Linked DNA regions of Zea mays: region 1 is linked to region 2. Evidence: chromatin contacts called from public Hi-C data. All regions are on one chromosome and are shown on one strand. The core of a region is the stretch at or near the end of the contact, and the rest is flanking DNA. Distances in the headings are between cores, read along the strand shown. Region 1 has its middle 22 kb from the start of LOC111347720. Region 2 holds the start of LOC100286033.

Region 1 (2,784 bases), core at 104-2,603, 80 kb before region 2:
TCTCCTTTAGTTGAGCTGTTGGTAGATAAGGTGATTGGAAATCAAATTGTTTTTATCTATCTTGTGTTTAAAATAGATGTCTATTTTTACTTCTTCGTCTCTAGACTATGGATGTGATAATATCATTTTTAGTAATCATCTTGTTGGATGGTTTATTCATGGAATATGATTGATTGTGCATTTAGACATTTAGTGTTCACTAGTACGCTTCTCTCCCTTCGCTGAAAAATACAAGAGTTTGTTTGTTTCCAAATTTCTCAACCCATAAGAGCATCTCCAAGAGACTATATATTTTTGACTCTCTATTTGACTTTTTATTTATCTCTCTATAAAGATTAAACTCTATATGTAGCATCTCATTCGAACAGACTTTCGAACATGCAACTTAGTTTAGCTAGCTAGAGTGGCTAGCCAAGTTTGGCTAGCGATGGGGGCAATTTGGAGAGCCAGATGACTTGGGTAGTTAGATGGCTAATCTGTTGGGAAATTACTTTGCTATTAAATATCCAAATTTTAACTTGACGAGTCATTTGACCGGTCTTTTGGAGATGCTCTAAGAAGGAGCATGGAGCGTACTCCCTTTCTAGGTGTCCCAGGCATGTTGCCAGTTGTGAACCGTCAGTCTTTAACTGTCTCTGAGGTAGATCAGGATGACGGCTGCAGCTGCTCGAGAGATAGCCAACTTGCCATGGCCCCCATACGATTCTCGAAACTCAGCATTTAGCAATGAGGTGGTGCGCTAGCACCTACACAGGGGACAACAGGGGTTGTGCGGCCACCCACGAGTTTACAATCTATCCGATGTCCAGACCCGATTTCAAATGATTAGCGAGGCAAAGATCTTGCACTTGAAAGGTGCCCAGGGTTTCCAGATAAATGTCTTAAAGTTAATGTCAGTATGTTCTATAAATTTGTGCTTTGTATATTGTTGACGTTGAGTAGGAACCCTGCATGAGTGAGGATCCACGTTATCTCATCCTCTTTATTTTGAACGAGGCGAGGAGATTGAGCGGTTGCCCGAAGCTCGACGAACTGGCTCAAGTGGCCGATTGACGAGATGGCATGCAAGGCTGATACTTCTCAGCCATCCATGATGAGCTATCGCTTCTTTGATTGTCGAATTGTGTCTGCCCCGGTGTCGCAAATACCTTGGGCGCTATATTTCTTAAACGCGGGCGTGCGGTGAGGTGCTATGCCAAAAAGAAGTTTTTGCTCCATCACCTATCATTAGTCTTGTTGCTGATGGGCTTAAAACCCCTTGTTCCATAACAAGCTTTTGGCCACTCCACAGATGCGGGCCGATGAATTTCGGTACTGGTGGAGATGTATACGGCCCTAGCTAGGAAATACTAGTGTACTCGATCGACACACCACAAGCCTGGTCATGACTCATGAGGCAACCACAATGCTTAGCTTTGGCGGCGTCGTGAGCTATATATAGCAACATGTGGCGTGTTCTGGTATAACAAACCGAACACTCTATAAGCAAATTGAGAATCTCTTAGGGCTAATTTAGGAACCACAATTTTCTAAGTGATTTCTATTTTTCTATAGGAAAATAAAGTAATTTCCACTTAAAAAATAGAAATTCTTTGGGAAATTAGGGTTCCCAAAATAGCCCTTACATCTAAAAAACAGAGGTGTTTAGTGTTTCTTGTTTTCGCTTCGTTCTCGTCGTGTCCGTCCGTAGCCTGCCCGGCGCACGTTCTAGCTTGGTTAATAGCGCGCGCATAGATCGTAGGCGCTACGTACAGTTGGTGGTACGCACGGGGACGTGGTTACTTAGGGTGTGTTTGGTTTGACTTTTGGCTTTGGTTTTTGCCCACTAAAAGCCAAAAGCCAACCAAAAGGCTGGATCCAGGAAGCAGCTTTTTCTAAAAGCCGACTTTCTCGTAGTGCAAATCTGAAAGCACCTCTGGACATGCTTTTAGTGGCTTTTCGGATGGAACTGTGAAAACATATATCGAAGAATTTTTAACGACTTTTAGTGGTTTCCACCAAACGGTTTTTTAGCTTTTTAACATCTTACAGCCTACAGCAGCTTTTCCACAGCTCACAGCCCACAGCAACTTTTTTCACAGCCACAGCCCAACCAAACAGACCCTTAAGATCCTAGAGTAACGTACTCTCTACATACTACATTTATCCTCTATATCTGTTGTTTGTAGTCTTCTCTAAAAAAATTTATCTTTTATATCTTCTTTCTCTCCAACAACGTCCTCTAAATCACGTCCACCATAAACGAACTTAATTGCTTTTGGGATAGGTCACATCACATACGTCCATAAATAACACTTTGCAGAAGAAGAGACCACTAGTACACAGAGCCTCTATAGTGGCGGTTCTAGAGACGTTTTCACTGGCGTTTTTCAGTGCCGCCAGTGCTAAGGGCCAGTGGAAATGCTATTTCCACTGGCGGTTTGTTTTATTTAGCCGCCAGTGGAAAGGTTTCCCGCCTTTTTTAAATTTTTGTACTGAAATTTATATATTTACACACACAAACACACACACACACACATATATATATATATTGATATTGATAAACATATAGTATTGATATTAAAAGCAACATGGAATTAAATTCTATCATACATTTATATACATATGAAAGTGCATTCATCCCTTTTGTGAGTTTTGGTGATTTGGATAACAACACATTTAAAGGTCTAACAAGTTTGCTAAGTGTTGAACAGGAAATTCAGTATGATGAACATACTTGAATAGTGTATAATGATCAGTGAACAAGGTTCAACACAAGGTCAAATAACCAGTGAGACAATGCAA
Region 2 (3,053 bases), core at 357-2,856:
AGTGTGACAGTACGTCAAGGATCTCGGAGACGCGGCGGGCGCAGCCATGCCGACGGCGCCGAGCGAGGCCCCGGCGGCAGTTGGCCTGGCAGCAGCACCGACGCGGATGCCTGGCATATGGCATATGGCATGGCGCAGTACGTCTGAGGCAGAAAACGGCGGGACTGATGTCGCTTTGTGGATTGTGTTGGTTTTTGTCCAGAAACCGCATAAACCAGACCCATGCATGTACAGGCGTAAATTCCTAATCGATCTCCATCTCCAAAGTAAACGCGACGTTTCACGTTTCTAGAGCGTACGTGTAAGTACAAATTAAAATTTGGACCGAGAGTGCCAGGGAACATACATGCATGAAAAGGCAGGGCACTAAATACAGTACAGACACGCAGCGGTTGCATTTCTTAACGCCATGCATGGCACGGTGAGTGAAAAACAAAGCACTAACCGCAGGACGTACATGTTATTGAAGTCGTTAATAAAAGCTTTAGCAGTACATCATCATCATCATAACGACAGTCAATTTGCTCTAGGCTAGGCTAGTAGTGGTCGGTCGGTTGTCTCTTTTCCTGCCTGCTAGAGATGAGAGAGAGAGAGAGAGCGCACTAGCCAGCTCGATCCAATTAAGCCACCGAAGATCGCCGAGGAATCGAGAGACTGCTGCTGCTGCGAGCTATACTAAAGTGAGGAGGATAAGCTTGCTTAGGCTCTAGTGCTATACCCTACTACCCAGTGAAGCTTAGCGCAGAGACCATCATGCATACGTGTGCGTGTCAGCGTGTGGCTAGTACATTTTTATACGGAGCTAGCCACATGATCTCAGATCTAGGGAGACTGGTAAAGGAAAAGGTAGATACACGTACATGTAGATATATATATTATATGTATATATACCCTAGCTACCTAATTGAGCTCAGCTCCCGCACGTGACCAGCCGGCCGGAGAGCGCGCGCTGTCGGCGATCGATCGGAGGCCGGCGTTCGTTGACCTCGCCCTTGCGCGCGCTCAGGAGCGGAGGATGCTTCGGATGATCTCCGCCGCGGGGCTGTTGTGGTCCATGGTGGACAAGAGGTCCGACAGCCGGTCGCTGAGGTCGTCCACCTCCCGCTGGAGGCTCTTGATGTAGCTGCAGGTCTCCTTCAGCAGCTTCGCCGTCGACGCCTGCATTATGCATGTCATGTCCCCGCCCCGCCGCGCGCATTTTAGACGTTTAAAACTGGAAAAAAAGGCGAGCATGCATGCATATGCACTGCACAGCGCCCCGGAGATGTTGAGCGGGTCAGCCATCTGTTCGCGACCGACGACGCACCTGGCCGGAGCCGCGGCGGCGGCGGGAGCTGGGGAGCAGGGCCTGGAGCTTGGAGACGAGCTCGTTCATCTCGTCCTCGGAGATGTTGCCGTGCGACGACGACCTTCGGCTCGACATCTATCCTCTCGCTCTCTACGTACCTCGTCGTCGTCGTCGCACTGCTTCGCTGCCGCCGCCTGCCGGAACGAACGAACTAGCTCCGCGCAGGGTCGATCGGGCGCTATAAGCTTGAGAACGAACGAAGGTACCGCGTGTATGTGATGCGTCCCGCGCTGGACCTGGACTGGTGGTCGCTCTGCAAAATTAAAGCTGTAGAATAACTGAGTTGTGAGGGAGACAGAAAGGGAGAGGGTGCCTTTATAGCGAGCTGGCTCGTGGTTGGATCCAGATTGGGTCGGAGCGCAAGTGCGTGTAGCGGAGGGACAGGAAGCAAGGGTGGTCTGGTGTTGTAGAGCAGACGAGCAGTTGATTCGATCTCCACGCCTCCACTGCACTACAAGTCTGCAACGAGAGAGAGAGGGAGAGCCAAAGAGGACGAGTTGGGCCCGCGTGTCTCTCTCTGTCTAATCACTGCGGCAGCTCGCCTCTCTCATGCATAGCCCACCGGTAGGCAGTCCGTGTCCCCCCGATCTGCCACGTGCTGATTTGGCTGGTAAACGGAAGGAGAATAAGTAGAGCGGATTTGGCTGGTCTACGCTACGCGGCCAGCCCAGCTCTCCTCACCTTGCTCCGCAAGGCCAGGCTTGCCAGCTACGGTCGGAGAGAGTGGTTACCCAACTCCAACTTGGTCTACAGTTCGGAAACCAATCTAGTAAGTATGGGCTGAATGTTTCCAAATAGTAGATTTTCGTGGTGAGGTCCAACTTGCATTACGAGAAAATCCCCGGTAGGAGGAGGAACCTCGTTGTATCTCCAAGTTCCAGACGATCATAAAATTCTATCCCTAGACTTGTAATGGAATATATACGTGCTAATCCACGTTAGCAAAAGGGAATCTACTGCCAGCATGCTGCTACTAGTAAGTTACATGCATGCATGCACGTAGTGTCACACACAACAGTAAGACACGGAGCACGTGTTTTGTCCTGCACACACATACGTGCACAGCAGACACTCTAATCGCATCGGGATTCTTAATAAAAAAACATGCTAGTCAAGTTTACACTTGTCTGCTAAATTAAAGAGAACGGAGTCGACTCGAAACACCGCTGCAGCAGACCCAAAAGATGCCCCTATTAGCATACGCACGTACGTACGCAATTCTGTCCCCATCCGCCTGTCTGATGTCTGCAGACTGCAGTATCGTCAGTGTTAGACTAAGGCCATCAGACCTTTTTTTTATCACTATAACCAGTCCAGTAATCGTCTTAGCTTTACTGTTTTAGTATCTAATTCAGTGAAAAAACTGCAACAAAGCTAGATGCCACAATACGATGATCAATTAAGCTAGCTAGGAGCATGATCGGCGTAGCGCACGAACGCTCGAGTTTGTCCATGTCCACGCGCGTCGCGCCACCATTCATGATCTAGCTAACAATATTCTACGCGCGTACCTGTACGCCAACCAATGTATGTATATGATGCCCGGCCGGCCGGGCCGCATGCGCTTGTTGGCCACACACACGCGAGTCTACTGTAGTACTGAACGCACGCAAAAATCTCGGAGGGACCGACGTGGAACTGGAACCCCTGCGCCGCTCTGCCATGTCGGAGGCCCCGACCGGACAGCGTACGTGCGCCGACCCTT

The links. A called contact is a pair of places that touch in the nucleus more often than the background predicts.
Region 1: a Hi-C map of leaf shows a contact between it and region 2, with 10 times the contacts expected there. The contact joins the enhancer-like site here to the promoter of LOC100286033 in region 2. A contact is called at or near these places in 21 of 25 Hi-C or Micro-C datasets (bundle sheath, ear, endosperm and 6 more).

What each region holds. Positions count from the first base shown.
Region 1 is chr4:186,895,695-186,898,478 of Zm-B73-REFERENCE-NAM-5.0, reverse strand. No RefSeq gene overlaps it. Among protein-coding and RNA genes, the nearest start is that of LOC111347720, 22 kb to the left of the region's middle. Within about 2 kb of position 1,353, at least 13 of the 20 cell types and tissues checked have an H3K27ac peak or open chromatin away from gene starts, as enhancers often do. A contact at or near this core is called in ear, leaf, seedling and 1 more, where this site is marked.
Region 2 is chr4:186,815,540-186,818,592 of Zm-B73-REFERENCE-NAM-5.0, reverse strand. LOC100286033 reads right to left here and starts at 1,606. Exons shown (of 2, transcript NM_001158921.1): 1 at 1,307-1,606; 2 at 373-1,158. The coding sequence starts at 1,423. The coding sequence ends at 1,003.